Regions from separate parts of the Mus musculus genome. Here region 2 is linked to region 1. The links are chromatin contacts, called in public Hi-C maps. All regions are on one chromosome and are shown on one strand. The core of a region is the stretch at or near the end of the contact, and the rest is flanking DNA. Distances in the headings are between cores, read along the strand shown.

The links. A called contact is a pair of places that touch in the nucleus more often than the background predicts.
Region 2: a Hi-C map of rod photoreceptor shows a contact between it and region 1, with 1.7 times the contacts expected there. The contact joins two enhancer-like sites. A contact is called at or near these places in 3 of 484 Hi-C or Micro-C datasets (CD4 T cells, the HL-1 cell line and rod photoreceptor), 1 of 115 datasets of contacts at active chromatin or transcription factors (embryonic stem cells) and 2 of 9 other capture datasets (adipose tissue and liver).

What each region holds. Positions count from the first base shown.
Region 1 is chr15:82,851,526-82,859,063 of GRCm38.p6, forward strand. Tcf20 (transcription factor 20) reads right to left here. Exons shown (of 5, transcript NM_013836.3): 2 at 1-5,759. The coding sequence starts at 5,723. Among named protein-coding and RNA genes, the nearest start is that of Tbrg3, 43 kb to the right of the region's middle. Within about 2 kb of position 4,311, at least 29 of the 459 cell types and tissues checked have an H3K27ac peak or open chromatin away from gene starts, as enhancers often do. A contact at or near this core is called in rod photoreceptor, where this site is marked.
Region 2 is chr15:82,947,509-82,955,046 of GRCm38.p6, forward strand. It overlaps a transcript of Tcf20 not described here. Among named protein-coding and RNA genes, the nearest start is that of Mir3080, 8.0 kb to the right of the region's middle. Within about 2 kb of position 4,998, at least 44 of the 459 cell types and tissues checked have an H3K27ac peak or open chromatin away from gene starts, as enhancers often do. A contact at or near this core is called in rod photoreceptor, where this site is marked.

The DNA.
Region 1 (7,538 bases), core at 3,061-5,560:
ATTTCCAGCGCTTCCTGCAGGCCATAGAGCCTGCCACAGACCAGGTAGATTCCATTGGCCCAGAGAATACAACCCTCATGGACCCAAAATTCGTTGCTGTCAAGAGGTAGTTCAGGGATTTGTAACTCCAGCTCAGGCCCACCTTCTGAAGTGGTAGGTACAGAGGGCTTTGTGTCTGAAACAGTCTTTTCACTGCTGCCCTCCGTGGCTGCTTTTTTACAAGGGAGCCCCCTGGACAGGGACCGAGGACCTCCACCACAGTCTTCTGAGCGGTGGCGCCGCTTGAACCTAGGATGAGCAGCCAGGCTCCTCTGCTCCTTCTGCTGCTGCTGCTCCTCCTCCTCCTCAGTGTCAGTTTTAGAACCATTAGAAGCGCTTTTGTGCCGAACCTTGACTTTGCTCTGCATTTCTGAGGACCTCTTAGGAGGTGGATTCTTCGGAAGAGTGGCTGCATAATCTTGGGGATAAAAGGGTCCAAAGAGGTCACCCATGTTACGGTAACTGGCCCACTTGCCACAGAGACAGCAAACCAGGTGCCCCATAACAGAAGACTCTGTTACCACAGGCCCCTGCAGCATAAAGGATGAAGCTGGGAGCACCTTGCTTTCTGTGCTGCTGGGGGGAGGGGTCAGAGATCTCTGACCCTTCCGGCTCCTCACCAATTTGGTCTGTTCTTCTTCTTCAGCATTGATGATTGTACAAACAGCTCCAAGTTCACACTTATTTACTACATGGATGTAAGGGAAAAAAGACTTGTTCTTGGCATCAGTTTTATCTAGTGGCTGGGTAGCGTACTTTAGCTTGATCTCTGGTTCTTGAGGTTCTACAATGGGAACTGCTTGTTTGGTTTTCCGCTTCCTTGGCTGGGCCCCAGGCTTCCTTCTCTCCCTCCTTTGCCTCTGCTTTTTTGGCTTTGGCTCCCCATCTGCAGAACCTTCTGGCATCTGAGGGGGCTGAGGAGGTGGAGGTGGTTGCTGCTGCTGTTTCTTTTGCTTATTGACACTACCGATTGGTCTCCCCTTTTTCTTTCCTGATGGGAAATACCCTTTAGGGGGGAAACTTTCTTGTTTGGGTGAAATCATGACTGTATCGTTCTCTTTCTCTTCAGCCTTGGGATTTGCCTCAGGGGCCAATATGCCCACTGGAGCTACATTCTTTGAGTCAGGAAAGATTAGTGGTGCTGCCCCACCCAGGGAACCATCTGGTCTCCCTTGGTTACCACCAGGCTTCTGTGAAGCTGTGGATGTCATAGTACCAGAGGGTTCCTTTCCAGTAGAAGCTGTTTCTACATGTGCCTCTGTCTTGACTTTGTCATCCCCACTGCCACGCCACTCTTCAGAAGGCCCTGGAAGAGGCTTCTCAACATTCGATTCCTGGTTAGTTACACTGACTAGGTCAGATACCACCTCACACTTTCGCTTTTCCATCTCAGCCTCTTGAGTAGCCACAGTGCCACCTTCAGGAGGACCACTCTTTAGAGATAGTATATCATCCAGTGTGACTGTGTCTCCCCCAGCCTCAGCACTGTTTGCAGATGCACTCCTCCTAATATTTGGAGATGTGATCTTCTGAACTATAGCTTCCAATTTTAATCCCCGTCCCTTCCGTGGGGGCAGTATTTTGGTCTTAGCAGGACTTGTCAGGGTAACAGCAGGACAGTTTCTATTGTCTGGGTTTGGAAGGTCCTTGGAGGAATCTCTCTTAGGAATAGACTTGATATCCTGACTGTGAGAAAGATGGCTGTAGGAATTGTATGCTTTATCGGCACCTTCTTTTGATGGGTGGAGGAGGCGCCCTTTATCATCAGCGTTACTGTTTTTTACATCTTGTGACTGTCTCTTACTGGGAATAGGGGAGATAAAAGAACGAACCCGCCTTCGCATGATTAAAGGATTTTGAGAAGAATGATCCTCTTGACCAGGAAGCCGTAACATGACGTTACTAGGTTTGGATGACTGTGCAGACTCGGCTAGTCCATGTCCATCTGGCTCATGGGGTGGCCCATACCGTTTTTGATTAGACATTCCTGGAGGACCACTGCTTTTGGCTGGAGAAGTCTGCCGAGAAAGATCCCAACAAGACTCTTGTAACTTCTGAGAGCTGTGCTTCAATTCCATGCTTTTGGCAGGCAGACCATCACTAGACATGAGACAGCGCCCAGCTTCCTGAGTGCTTGGGTCATGATACGTACCTACTGGTGGGCCATACATCATTCCGTCTTTGTCATTTTTCAGGGGGCTCCGTACTCTGTCAAGAAACTGCTGCTGCCTTGGGCTCTTGCGTGGGCCTTCCTGCCTATGCTGCGCAGCAGCGATCACTCCCTGAGCAGAACTGCTGGCCCAGTCTTTATACTCCTCTTGTTGCTGTTGGTACATCTGTCTCTTATAATGGAGCTGGGAATTCAAACCGGTATTAGGGTCCCCATAAGCATGAGCCCTGGTGTTTGTGTGGTAAGCAGAGGCCAGGCTTTCTGAGTTGGGAGAAAAAGGAGCATGTAAAGAACTCCTATTGGCCCTCTCTGAAAAGGTCATATGTGGGTTCATGTGATGAGGGTCTCCCCCTGGGCCTCTGCTCCTGCCTGGAGACATCTTCAATTTTTCTGCAAAGTCATGGTACTGAGAAGAGGACCGACCCCTCATAGTCTCCCGGCTACCAACTCTACCAGGGACCCGCCGCATTGGTGTGGACCTGCTATCTTGTGGGCCATAGTCTGAAATGGAATCATGGGCTGCTGCTCCAGGACTTGCATTGCCACGGTAAGTCTCATGTTTGATGCTGGTAGGATGGCAGTGGTCTCCAGATTTCTTGTTGAAACTAGCTTGAGATTTGGATTGTTCAAAGTCTTCCTCTTTTATCTGTCCACTCTGGGATTTCAATTTTGTTTCCATGGACACCAACCCACCAGGAAGAATGACTGACTGACTTAAACTTGGGTTGAGACGTTCATTCCTCCCAATTCTGGCATCAGTACCCATGTGTCCCAATGAGTGAGCCCCTGGGTCCCTGACAATCTGTCTTAGTGGGGATATATCACAGATTACTGACCTCCTTTCAGAAAGGGAGCCTCCAGGCTCATGGGCTGATGATGGAGGTTCTATCTCAAACTTCCTGGGAATGGGATAGTCAGACAAATTGATCTGTTTCATTTCAGGAGCTGTGCTGCTTGACTTCCTTTCCCATGGTCCCCAGTGGGGATTTTCCAACAGGGATCCAATACTCTTGTTCAGAAGGCCCCTGCTAGCTAATTCATTGGTTTGACTGACTAAGATGTTAGGCCTTGCAGTTCCTTCCAGGCCACTAGCCATCCCTTGATGTTCCTGTGCGCTTCTAGGATACCTTCTGTCAGGATGGTGGTGGTAGCCCTGAAGCACTTCCTGTAGAAGACTTGGGAACTTCTCATTTCTACCCTTTCGCTCTCCATGGCTGCCAAAATCCCCCTTTTCTTGTCCTGAAGGATACTGAGGATAACCACTGACATTTCGTGGTACAGCTGACCCAAAACTCTCTTTGTAACTATAGCGCAAACTTCCAGGAGACTTGCTAGGCTCAGTCCTGCCTGTGAAACTTGGGCCTACTGCGGAGTGGCTACTCGGGCCATTCCCCTCTCCATTGTGGTTAGAGCTATTATTATCACCATTCTTGTTTCCTTTGCTCCCTCCTCCTGGAGGATCTGGCTGTGGAAGTGATGTGTGGCTGATTTCCTTTACGCCACTATTGCTAGGTGGTCTCTGACTGGCAGCAGGATCATCCTCCTGGGAGCCTTTATCTTGTCCACCAGATTTTTCTACCCGACCTGTCATGGCTTCTCGGGAGACAATCACCCCAACTGTCTTCTCATTGACTTTTGTGTTCCCCTCAGATGACAGTGATGTGTCCTTAGCACCTGGAGAGGCAGCTTCGTCCCTAGTTGCAGGACTGGTACTGAGCCTAGGGGCCTCATTCTGAGCACCTTGTGTTGGTGAGGAGCCAGCTTTCTCTGAAGCGCCACACTTATAGGTGGTGTCAGAGCTAGTGCTCTGGCCACTCAGTTGCCTCACCCTCTCACCTTGATCTTCTGAACTACTAGAGCAACCTCCATCCAATGACTCAGCCATAGGGGACTTTAGTTGTTCTTCAGGCTGTGAGGAGCCTTCTGAGTTTGTACAGCTATCTGCTTTCTTAGATGATGATGAGGGCCTCTTAGACGTCTTCTTCTGAGGTGTCAAAGCATCAGAAAGTAACATGTGCTGGACAGTATTAGGAAGATTGGCCACTTGACTACTCAAAGCACTCAAACTACTCAACCCAGGATCAGTCAGCCGCTTTTCCGGCACCCCTTCTAATCCAAATCCTTTGAATCCTGCAGCATGAGAGTTAGGACTGGGCATCATTGATGGAGTTGGACTGAGCTGGGGCATTAGCTGTAAAATTCGGTTTCTGGAACTCATGGGCACATTGCCTTGCCCACACTGGAGATTCTCACCACTCTGCATGAGAGGAGAAGGTGTAGAGCTACAGCTTGGAGACTGAACCACAGAAGCAGCTGGAGAAGGGTTAGAAATAGGGCTGAAATTCTGGTGGAACTGCATGGGAGACCTTACAGGAACCTCAGGCTGGTTGTACTGCCCAACCTGGCTTTGCAGAGGCATCTTGGTGGCAGCATTTGTGTACTGCATCACATGCTGGGGAGGATGTTGCTGCTGCTGCTGCTGTTGCTGCTGTTGCTGCGGCTGCTGTTGCTGAGGTTGTGGTTGCTGCTGTTGCTGCTGCTGCCCCTGCTGGTTTCCTGGTGGAATCTTTGCCTGTTCAAAATTTTTCATAGACTGAGGTTGATAGCTATAATTTGATTGTGTTCCATAAGCCTGTGCATTAGAACCCACATTATGCCCTTCATACTGAGATCCAGCATTCACACTGTAACTGCCATCATAGCTTTGTCCAGACTGACTGAAACGCTGTGGAGAAGGGAAGGAGGAGGAGGAAGAGGAGGAAGCAGAAGACTGGTAGTGCTGTCCAAACTGACCTACTCTTAACTGATAACCAGCAGAAGATGGCAGAGTTGAGGGCCGCTGCATTGGTTGTAGATGCGATGAGCCAGAGGCTGGCTGTCCAGTGGTTTGTGGCAGAGGCTGATGGGATTGGTAAAGCTGTTGTCTCAACTGCTGTACTTGCTGCTGCTGTTGCTGCTGCTGCTGCTGTTGCTGCTGCTGCTGCTGCTGCTGTTGTTGGCTAGAGGCCTGCTGTTGATACTGAGCACTCCCAGGAGAGAAAGGCCCTGTGTAATCCTGCTGATAATGAGACACACCACCAAGGGCAGAGTGCTGTGCTTGAAATTGGCTCACATGACCCTCACTCGCATACTGATTGCCAAAGCTGCTCCCCTGGGGAGGTCCATAGCTCTGTACAGGCCCAGAAGGCCTTCGCTGAGGAGGCTGTGGGGTTCCTGCTGCCACTGTGTCTTTGTTGCCTGCCATGTAGTAAAAATCTCCAGCTTCTTTCCTGAAACCCTGATAGCCTTGATGGCCAGAGGTCTCACTAGCCATTGCTGCCGCTGCAGCAGCTGTTCCTCGTCGACCGCTACTGCTGCTGCCAGTGCCACTACTACCACCACCTGCTCCCCCAAAATTCTGGAACATCTGGGCCTGGCGAGGGCTGAACTCTTCTATGCGGGATGAGCTGTGCACCTCCTGTGGGTAGCTCTGCTGGTTTCCGTGGTAACTGCTTTGCTCCCGAAACGACTGCATACTGTTCAGCAGCACAGCAGCAGGCCAGCAGCCCTCCTAGAAAGGGAAAAAAAGAAAAAGCATGAGACATGCATCTGCTTGACACAAAGATCAAGCCTAGATAAATAACTCAGTGACCAGATAAAGCTGATTGCTTAAATTCCATCTCCTTTTTCTATCAATTTCTAATAATGCAAGTAAGCAGATAAATGGTCTAAAGAATGAAGGAATCTGTAATACAACAAAGAAAATACTAGGAATACACAAACACATTCAATATAGTCTTTAAAAACTTCATTAGATAAATGAGTCTTACAAATTCAACTGGAGTAAATATTGGAATGTTATTACAAACAAAGACATTTTTTAAATAAATCTTTAGTTACTGTGGGGTGACAAAAGCTCTTTTAATTTAAGCTGAGGAGCCTCAGATAATGACGGAGCAGTTGTTTCAGGAGGTGTCCAAGACTACTCCAATCACTCCAAGACAAAGACCCATCCTGAGAACCAAAGCTAGTTCCTCAAAATCGCCTGCTTATGGTGACTAGTGACTCTGGGACACTCAACTTGGTATTACTATGGATTCCTTATACTGTAGTCACCTATAAGTCAGATCTGACTGCTTCTTGACATAAAATTGTCTTCAAAGTACCTCTCTTGACCACCTAATTCAGAGCCACCAAGAGCAAGAGACCACAAAAGAGTAGTTATAAGGTCCAGGACTTTGAGTCTACACATTCCAGTCCCAGTTGTGGACTGTTCTCTCCAGCCTGGTTTGGAAAGCTGGTGACCTCACTTTTATTGAAAACTAGTATTAACTTTTGTTGTCTTTCTGTCATCATCTAAGAGCATTATTCTCTCCAATGCATTCGGTTTTTGGTTTTGTTTTGTTTTTTTTTAAGATTGATTGATTGATTGATTGATTTAATATGAGTACACTGTAGCTGTCTTCAGACACTCCAGAAGAGGGCGTCAGATCCCATTACAGATGGTTGTGAGCCACTATGTTGTTGTTGGGAATTGAACTCAGGACCTCTGGGAGAGCAGTCAGTGCTCTTAACTGATGAGCTATCTCTCCAGCCCAGCACCCAGTTCTTTAAAGAACCCTCGATGCCTCAGGAAAAAACTTTCTGCTGGGATGTCTCCATGGAAGTAGAATCCTGCCATTCCCCACCTGATGTAGTCCCACCTTTCTGACATTGTCATTAGGTTATTTGTGTTGTCTGTTACACTACAGGAGAGTATGACTCCAGGTAGAGGATACAGTAACAGGTCATGAGTTTTGATTCTGGGAAAATGTTTAATGCATTAGTACAAAACCCACAACAATTAAGACAAGGAATAAGGCTGTGTTGCTCATTAATAATTCTTGCCTAGAAGAGAAACCCAGCTGGAAATTACCCGCTGAGCCATCTCACCAGCCCTCTCCAACCCAATCTTTTCTCCCCCAAAGACCCCTGAAGAATCTTCAAGAAAGTTTCTACCTTTCCAAGTAGATTTAGCTATTGCTATTGATCTATTGCCAGAATGACAGAATACATTCCTGTTTAAACAACAGCAAAAAAGTTTCAGTCCTCAAGTTAATAATTCTATTTAGACCCCCTGTGAGGATATACTAACTGACCTCTAGGCTCCGCTCCACAGAGAAAACAGACAGGCTCTACCATCCTCTGGCTTCTGGACCAGTTTGGAAGTAGGGAACAAAATTTACTCTCCTGGCCCTGACTAGGCAATTTTTGAGGCTGGTAAAGACTCTGCTAACAAGCTCTGTCAGATGTTTGGCAATTTAAACATTTAGCCATTTTCTCTGAGCTCGGAAATTACTTCTTGCCCTTA
Region 2 (7,538 bases), core at 3,748-6,247, 97 kb after region 1:
GTGGGGCGACTGTGCCAGGTCCACCTGCCTGTCACAGCAACCCCACATGTCCTGCCCAGCAAATCTTGTTTGTGTCCCTAAAGGTATTGCTGCAAGGCAGAGCAGGCACCAGCCAGGACCATCTGCTCAGCCTGAGGAAGGGAGGGCAGGGTCTGAGATATCACTTCATCTGACGTGCAGCAGCCTGGAGCTTGGCATCCTGCCAGGTGACCCTTGTGGATAGGACACCAAAGAGGGCCAAGTCCTGGACCTCAAAGATTTCACATCAGAGTGGGGTCGAACTGGGACAGTCTCGAGTACAGAGCCCCCGGGGATGGGAGGACAGGGTTTACTGGCCTGCATAGGTTTCCAGCAGAGCCTGTGGGTGCAGGAAGCTTGATGCTATGAACTGAGAGGGGATGGCCAAAGGCACTGTAGGAACAAACAAGGAGGGTTCCAGTTCTCCACCAGTTTGAGTACAGCCCAGGGTCTAAAAGTGTAGGAGGAGATGAGGCTGAGGGTGACAAGCAGTGTGTGAAGCCAAGTGCACGTGCAATGCAGGGTTGGTAGGGACTTGAGGCAAGGTGGTAAAGCCTGTTCCTTTACACATCTAATTCTGGCTGTGGATACCAGAGCAGCCATGCCCCACCCAGAACCCAAGCTTCCAAGACTTGCAAGGGCTTCTCTCGGTAAAAAGAGAGCCCCTTCACAGGCAGGTTCTGTCCCTAGGGACAGCTGTGATAGTGACCAGTCATGACAGGGTGAGATGTTGCACTCTGTCTTGATCTGAACAGCTCTAGTGGCTGTGGGGCTCTCCTGACCCCACTCCTCACCTCATGGTGTCCTTCTAAACACCCTCTTCTGAAGCTAACTGGTGACAACGCCACCACGAGCCCAGCTCCCTGCAGACTGGAGATGGCATGGCACCTCTACCTCTGTTGTGCTCTTCTGGCAACTGCACCTCAGACAGACTTTGCAGAGAGCAGCAAACTCCCTGCCCTTCTCTCCTGATGGGTGCTGTTCTGAGGGTGGGATATACCTTCCCAGCCTCACACAGCCATTCAGCCTGTAGTGAGTACTCTGTCACACCCCTGGGGAAGAAAGGCAGCCCTCCCTCTCCCTGAGTCTGAGATGGAATGCTGGGGGCTGAGCCTGGCTTTCCGCAGATCTGGCTCCAGCTTGGCATGGCTGTGGTGTGGCTCAGTCTCTGAGAATATTGCTGAATGTGGCTCTTCCTGACTGCTCCATTTGGAGAGAGGGCTTGGGCAGAAGGCACAGAGCATTTGCTATGCACTCCCATAACATCCCGCCTGAGGAAGGCACTCTGACCTTAGCCATGAACTCCCATTCCTGAGCACAGTAGCCCCATCAACCTACAGCTTGCCGTGACGGTAAGCAGACCCTGGGGAACGGGAGACTCATACATCTGAAGTGGGACCATCGGGATGGGCACTGCACAAGGACATTGCACATGGGCATGCATGCTCCCGTTCCGACAGCAGGGGCAGCTAAGCCCATTTCACTTATGGGGAAACAGAAGCACAGAGATAGTACCATTCCCACTCAAGACAGCAGGCAGAGGAAGAGGTGGGCGTGGGTGTGAGCCCTGGCAGGGTCCAGAGAACTCTAGATCACCAATTCCAGACATCAGTACCTGACACCTGACTAGATCACCCCGGGAAGTCTCCCCTCATCAAGGGACACAGTAATACCCTCGAATAATCATGCTACCACCACATATCACCTCCTTCCACTTCAAATAGATGTGCTCCCTGCCCAGGCCTTACACACTCTCCCTCAGCTTGGCCACCTTTGCCTGTTTGCACATTTAATTGCTAGCTCAATCTGTTACTGCCATGACGGACCCCTCCTTCAGAGAGCCTCCCCAACCTCTCTCCTCTTTGAAGTCCTTATCTTTGCCACAATGTCACTTTCAGCCTGTGAGTATCTGATGAGCTATCAAGGTCAGTGAACCAGACCCTGTACTCTCTCACTTGAACTAACACATCTTTTCCACCTACTTTCCCTCAGAAGTGCAGCCAAGGGTGGCCTCTAGGCTGCTCCTATGCAGAGCCATGCTACCCTGGCTGCATGGCCTATATGGTCACCCCAGTCAGGCTGTGCATAGCCCTATAGGGCCCAGCTCTCCTGGACACAATTCCCTCCCTCTCTTCCTTCCTTCTTTTCTTCCTTCCTTCCCTCCCTCCTCCCCTACCTTCTTTTGGAAATGGCCTCACTATGTAGCCTTGGCTGCCCTGAACTCTCTGTGTAAACCAGGCTGGCCTTGAACTCACAGACATTTGCCTGACTCTACCTCCTGAGTTCTGGGATTAATGGTGCATACTGTCACACCCAGTTCTAGGACATACTTCTAACAAGTGACCCACTCAGACACCCTGAAGAACAGTTTGGGGGCCTTTCCCATAGCAGGATAAGGATGGGTCTTTTCATTCTCCATGTACCTGCTGACACAATACAGCTACCTGGCTGGGATCCAGGCCCACGGAGGGGCAGCTAGTAGGCCCCAGAAGCACCAAGCCTATGGGGAAAGGGTCATGTGCAAACATAGCTCCACCCACTCCTTTAAGCCTGGTCTGGTTATCCATCTAGTTCCCCTACTCCTCCTCTGTCTTGGTCCAAAGTGCCTGTCTCTGTCTCCACATTATCTGGCTCAAACCCCAGCCCATTCACCCTCTGGCTGTGCATCCTTGGGTTAAGTCTCTGTGTCTCAGGTTCTCATCTGTAAAATAGGAAGAGAGACCAGGACCATGGTACCTCCTGGGGTTGTAGGTAGGGTCTAAGGTTTATATAACACACACAAAATCTTATTCAGAGGCTCAGCCACAGCAGGAGCTGCCAGACCTTCTACACAGTGACTTTTCACTCCTTCAGGGAAGTCAGGCCTCAGAGGAGGTTAGTCAGCCTCAGCCAGAGGCAAACCCTATGTCCTGGTGCTCCCTCACTGAAACCAATCCAGCCCTGAACCTCCCCCTGCTCCCTGGAGAGTCTGAGCCACAGGCAGTACTCCGCCTCAGGCCTGGCCATCCGATGCTCGCTGCATCCAGACCTGCCTTCTAGCACCTCACTCGGCCACTTGGTCACTCGGTCACTCGGCACCTCAGTCACTTGGCCACTCGGCGCCTCTGCTTGGCAGTTATATCCCACCCCCATACCTGTGAGACAGAGCTAAGAGGAATTCTGAGAGGCCAGGAGGTGATAGATGTGATAAGCCTCCTCCTTGCCAGAGCCACCACCTCCCTGGGGAACAGTCACAACTTGGATAAGGAGGGAGGGGGAGGCAGCTGGCTAGTGCTGGGAATTCCTCTCTTCCTAATGGAGGCCATAAACCTTCATCCCAGCACTCGGGCTGCTAACAGATGCTCCCATCTGCCCCATCGGAAATGAACCTGTCCCAGCCTGAAGACACCTGTAGGAAAAACAAGTTATAAGGCAGTGGGTCGCACGGCTTGGGCCCCCAGACTCCCCTCTCCAGGGCAAAAAGATCCCGGTTTCCTCAGAAGCCAAGTAAGGGCAAGAGGAGGGAGCTGAGACAGGCCGGCCTGAATGTGGGCTCTTCCAGGGATAACAGGGAGCCACAGATGGAAGGAGAGAGCAAAAGAGGAGGCAAAGGGCTGGTGGGAGCAGGCTGGCCACAGTAGGCACATTATAGAAAGCAACACTGGAGGCCACCACAGGAATGAAGGCACTGGCTGACATGGTGGGATGGATGGTGCCCAGCAGTCAGGAGGCAGTTCAGGGCTACAGCCATGGCAAAACCTGAGGCCATGTTCATTCCCAACGCCCCAGTCCTCTTTATCCTTCTGCTCACCCTGTCCCCAAGCCAAACCATAGTGGTTGGAAGCTTAACCATGTGGTGGTGGGGACACAGACTTGGGTCACCGGGTTCAAACACAGGTTAAAGCCTGGAATAACAGAAGACTCACAAACCATCCAGAAGACCCTGTCTGCTGGCCTCTGGCCTGTCCTTCTTCCTCACTGGAGGCTCAAGCCCCAGATGGGGTCCAGGGCCCAGCTCTGCCCCTCCTCATGAGTGCCCTACAAAGCAGGCAGTCCCTGGCTCCAGGAGTCTGAAGCTACCAGCATGTTAGACTCTAGGGGCATCACTTTCCCATGCTATAGACCCAAGGTTCCCCATGTACAGCATGTAAAAATGGTACTTCTCCCCCAACCCCAGAGCTGACAGAAAGGTTAAAAGTGGGAGTGTTGGGGTGTTCTTTCCCAGCACTGGTTATGAACCCCATCCCTTCATCAGGAAATACCCGCTACCTTCCCTGTTTCCAGATGCTCTTCCCTCTACCCCAGGACCTTTGTACATGGTTGGTTTGTTTGTTTGTTTTTGTTTTTTCCTGCTTGGAACATTCTTCATGGCCTCCCCAGCCTGCACCTTATAGCTGTTCTGGGCTCAGATGTCACTCCCCCAGGAAGCCCTCCCTGGATGCCAGATGAACTCAAGGTCTCTTATGTCTCCACTTCCAGAAATAACAAAGGCCATGAGGGGTAAAGAACCTGTCTCAAGGGTTGCAGGTGTCCATGGAAACCCCTAATTCACAGCGTGGGGAGTATTCCAAGAGGAGGTGACCCCTCAGTCTAAAATCAGAAACTCAGAGCTGCAAAGTCCCCTGCACCCACTTTGCAGATCAGAAAATTGAGTTCTAGAGCTAGGGCTGCCCTACTACTGCCCAAGAAGCGGCTCTGCTCCATCAGTTCCAGGCTCTGCCAGGTTCCCCACACTTGGCGGGGATCCCTCTTCCCTGGGGGAGCCCCACAGCATACCTGGGGGCTGCCTGGTCCTGTGGATCACCCTGTCTGCGGGTGGCTAAAGGCTGGAGAAGCACCAGGCGCCCGACTGCACTGCTGAGCCGGGCAGCTGGCAGCAGCACAGCTCCGAACCAGCTGTTTGGATGACAAACTGCGTTCAAGCTTCATTAGGGTAATCACGGGCTCCCCTCCCGGCAGCGCTGCGGAGCGCGACTGTCAACCTGAACTAATCAAACCCGGCCCCAGGACACCCACCCGCCTGGCTGACAAGCCGCTAAGCCGCGGAGCCACTTTGAGTAGCACGGCTCACGAGGTGGCAGGAGGGCTGGGCCCTGGAGACAGACAGCCTGGGAGTCCTGCTGCACGCTCCCAGGGTCCCAGGGAGCCTCAGAGCTGTCAGGACAGCTGGTCCTAGCCCACTTCTTCTTTTGTTACAGCCAGAAACTGAGCTTAGGTGGCAAGGCCATACTGAGGGAGGCATGAAGCCAGGCTCAAACCCAAGCTCGTGGATCGTAGTGTTCCCACCCCTCCCCACCCCCCACCACCTGCCCCTCTGCTTTTCAAGGGTTGGGGTAAGCTGAGTGGCCCAAGCAAGTCCCTTCAGCCCTGCACCCCAATAGCAACTTGGGGACTCTGGTGACAAAGATGTGGGAACACAGTGGGACCAGTGCCCAAGCTGACACGGTTGAGAGCAAGTCCCTTTCCCCCGGCCCCCACCTTGCTCAGCTGGGTGGCCCCCAGGCAGATGTTCCTACCCCACAATCAGAACCAGGCCAGAGTGACAGATCTAGTGTCTAGTGACAGCTGGGGAAACCAAGGCCCAGCAAAGGGGGGTCAGAGGCAATGGTAGATAGCAGGAAATGTGGGCTGTTGAGGCAGAGGACTGTCATTCATTCACACATTCACTCATTCATCCACCCATTTGCAGGAGACAATGGGGCCTCTGGGTTGGGCACTCAGAACTCCCTGAATGAACAGATGCCTGCAAGGCTGAGAGCATGAATGGATGCCTGGTGCTAGGGACTCAGCCGTGAACTCACTCGGCAGACACTCACCCTGCCTCCTGGAGTCTGTCTAGTGGGAACAGCCAAGCAACTGATAATTAATTACAAATGACACAGGCAACGGACTAGCTGGATAACAGCCACCAGGAGGGCCAATGCCTGGTCTGCAAAGGTCCAGCAGGTGCTCCGAAGGACCCTCAAAGGAAAGCTGAAGGCAGACAGGACCGGGGAAGGGCACACAGGATGTGCAAAGGCCCAACGATCAGAAGTAGCTTGGGGCTTTGGAGGACAGAGGTCCAGCTAAGTGGCCGGAGGGCGGTTATGGGGCGGAAGCTGAAGTTTTAGCTGGAAGAGAAAGAGACTTGGGTCTTCGTCATGAGGGTGGCAGGAGCCTCTAGAGAGTCGGAAGCAGGGCTGGTGGCTCTGAGTCCTGTGGAGAGAGAAGGTGGCAGGGCTCAAACCCCAGCCCTACTGCTTCCTGACCCAGCATTAGCTCGGACAGCTAGGACAGCCAATGTGCCGCCTGGGGAGGGGACATCCTGGGAATCCATGCAGATGTGGCACAGATGGGCAAAATCAGCCTCTCCTGGCAGACATCAGGGTGCTGTGAGCAGCAGGTGGGTGGTGACTGGTGGAGGTGAGGCTGCAGGAGGTGCATCCTGGGCTCCAGCCCTGGGCTTCAGATGTGTACTCCCTTCTCCAAAAACCACTCGGAACAAAAGCCTGCCTCCATCCCTCCACCCTTCTCTCTCTGTGTTTGCATCTGCAGAATTGAAGACAGTGACAAGGACTACCTGGCCGTGCACAGGGCTAAAGAAAATGCTGTACCCCCACAAGCCTGGCTGCTCTACCCTACAGCAAACACAGGTTACACAGAAGTATCACACACAAGTCTAGGGGCACAGCTGAGCGGTAAAGTGCTCACTTAGTACACACACGCACACACACACACACACACACACAGAGCAATGACTTCCAGCAGCAGCACTGTACAGACTGAGCAGTGGCTTACAGCAGTAATCCTAGCCCTCGGGAGCTAGAAGCAGGAGGATCAGGGTTTCAAGGTCATCTTCATAGTTCTAGGCCAGCTATAGATACATCAGCCCCACCCCATCCTCCCAAAAGAAGACAAAGAAAATAAAGCGTGTATTTTTCCCATACTCTGGCTTTCTTGGTCTCCCAGTTTCTCAATCTGTTAGGGGCAGTAATCTCTTTCTGCCTTAGAGGCCACAGGCACCACAGCAGCCCTGCTGCCCCACGGCATGGTCCAGGGGACACACAGCAGTCCAGAGTCACACCTAGTTCTACATAAGGTAGCTGCTGGGGTTAGAAACTCAGTATCTGACACCACACCAGCAGATGCCAACCCGGATCCAAGCCCCCAAATGTCGCCCTGAGGAATGTCCATCCTGCTCACCTACTGTGTCCCAGGCTCAGCCCGAGAGCCCCCTGCAGGAGGAATACCCACCTGAAATGGTGGCTTCTCCATAAGAAGAGGACTCAGGAGTGCAGCTAGGTGTGAACCCTGCCTGGGCAGGTGCTACAGATACCCTGGTGGGAAAAAAGAGGCCATGAGCCAGCTCCCACGGAGAGACTCGGCTCTCCATCACATCTGGAACATCTTACTCGCCCAGAGACCTTGGAGACCCTGGGAGGTCAGATGGTGCCTACCTGTGGAGCTCAGCCACCAGTGTGACAGAGGGAGAAACAGAGGCTTCAAAAGGCTTAGTGTTCTAGGACTCCTCTGTGGAGGAGCCAGAAGTAATTAGGTGGCCG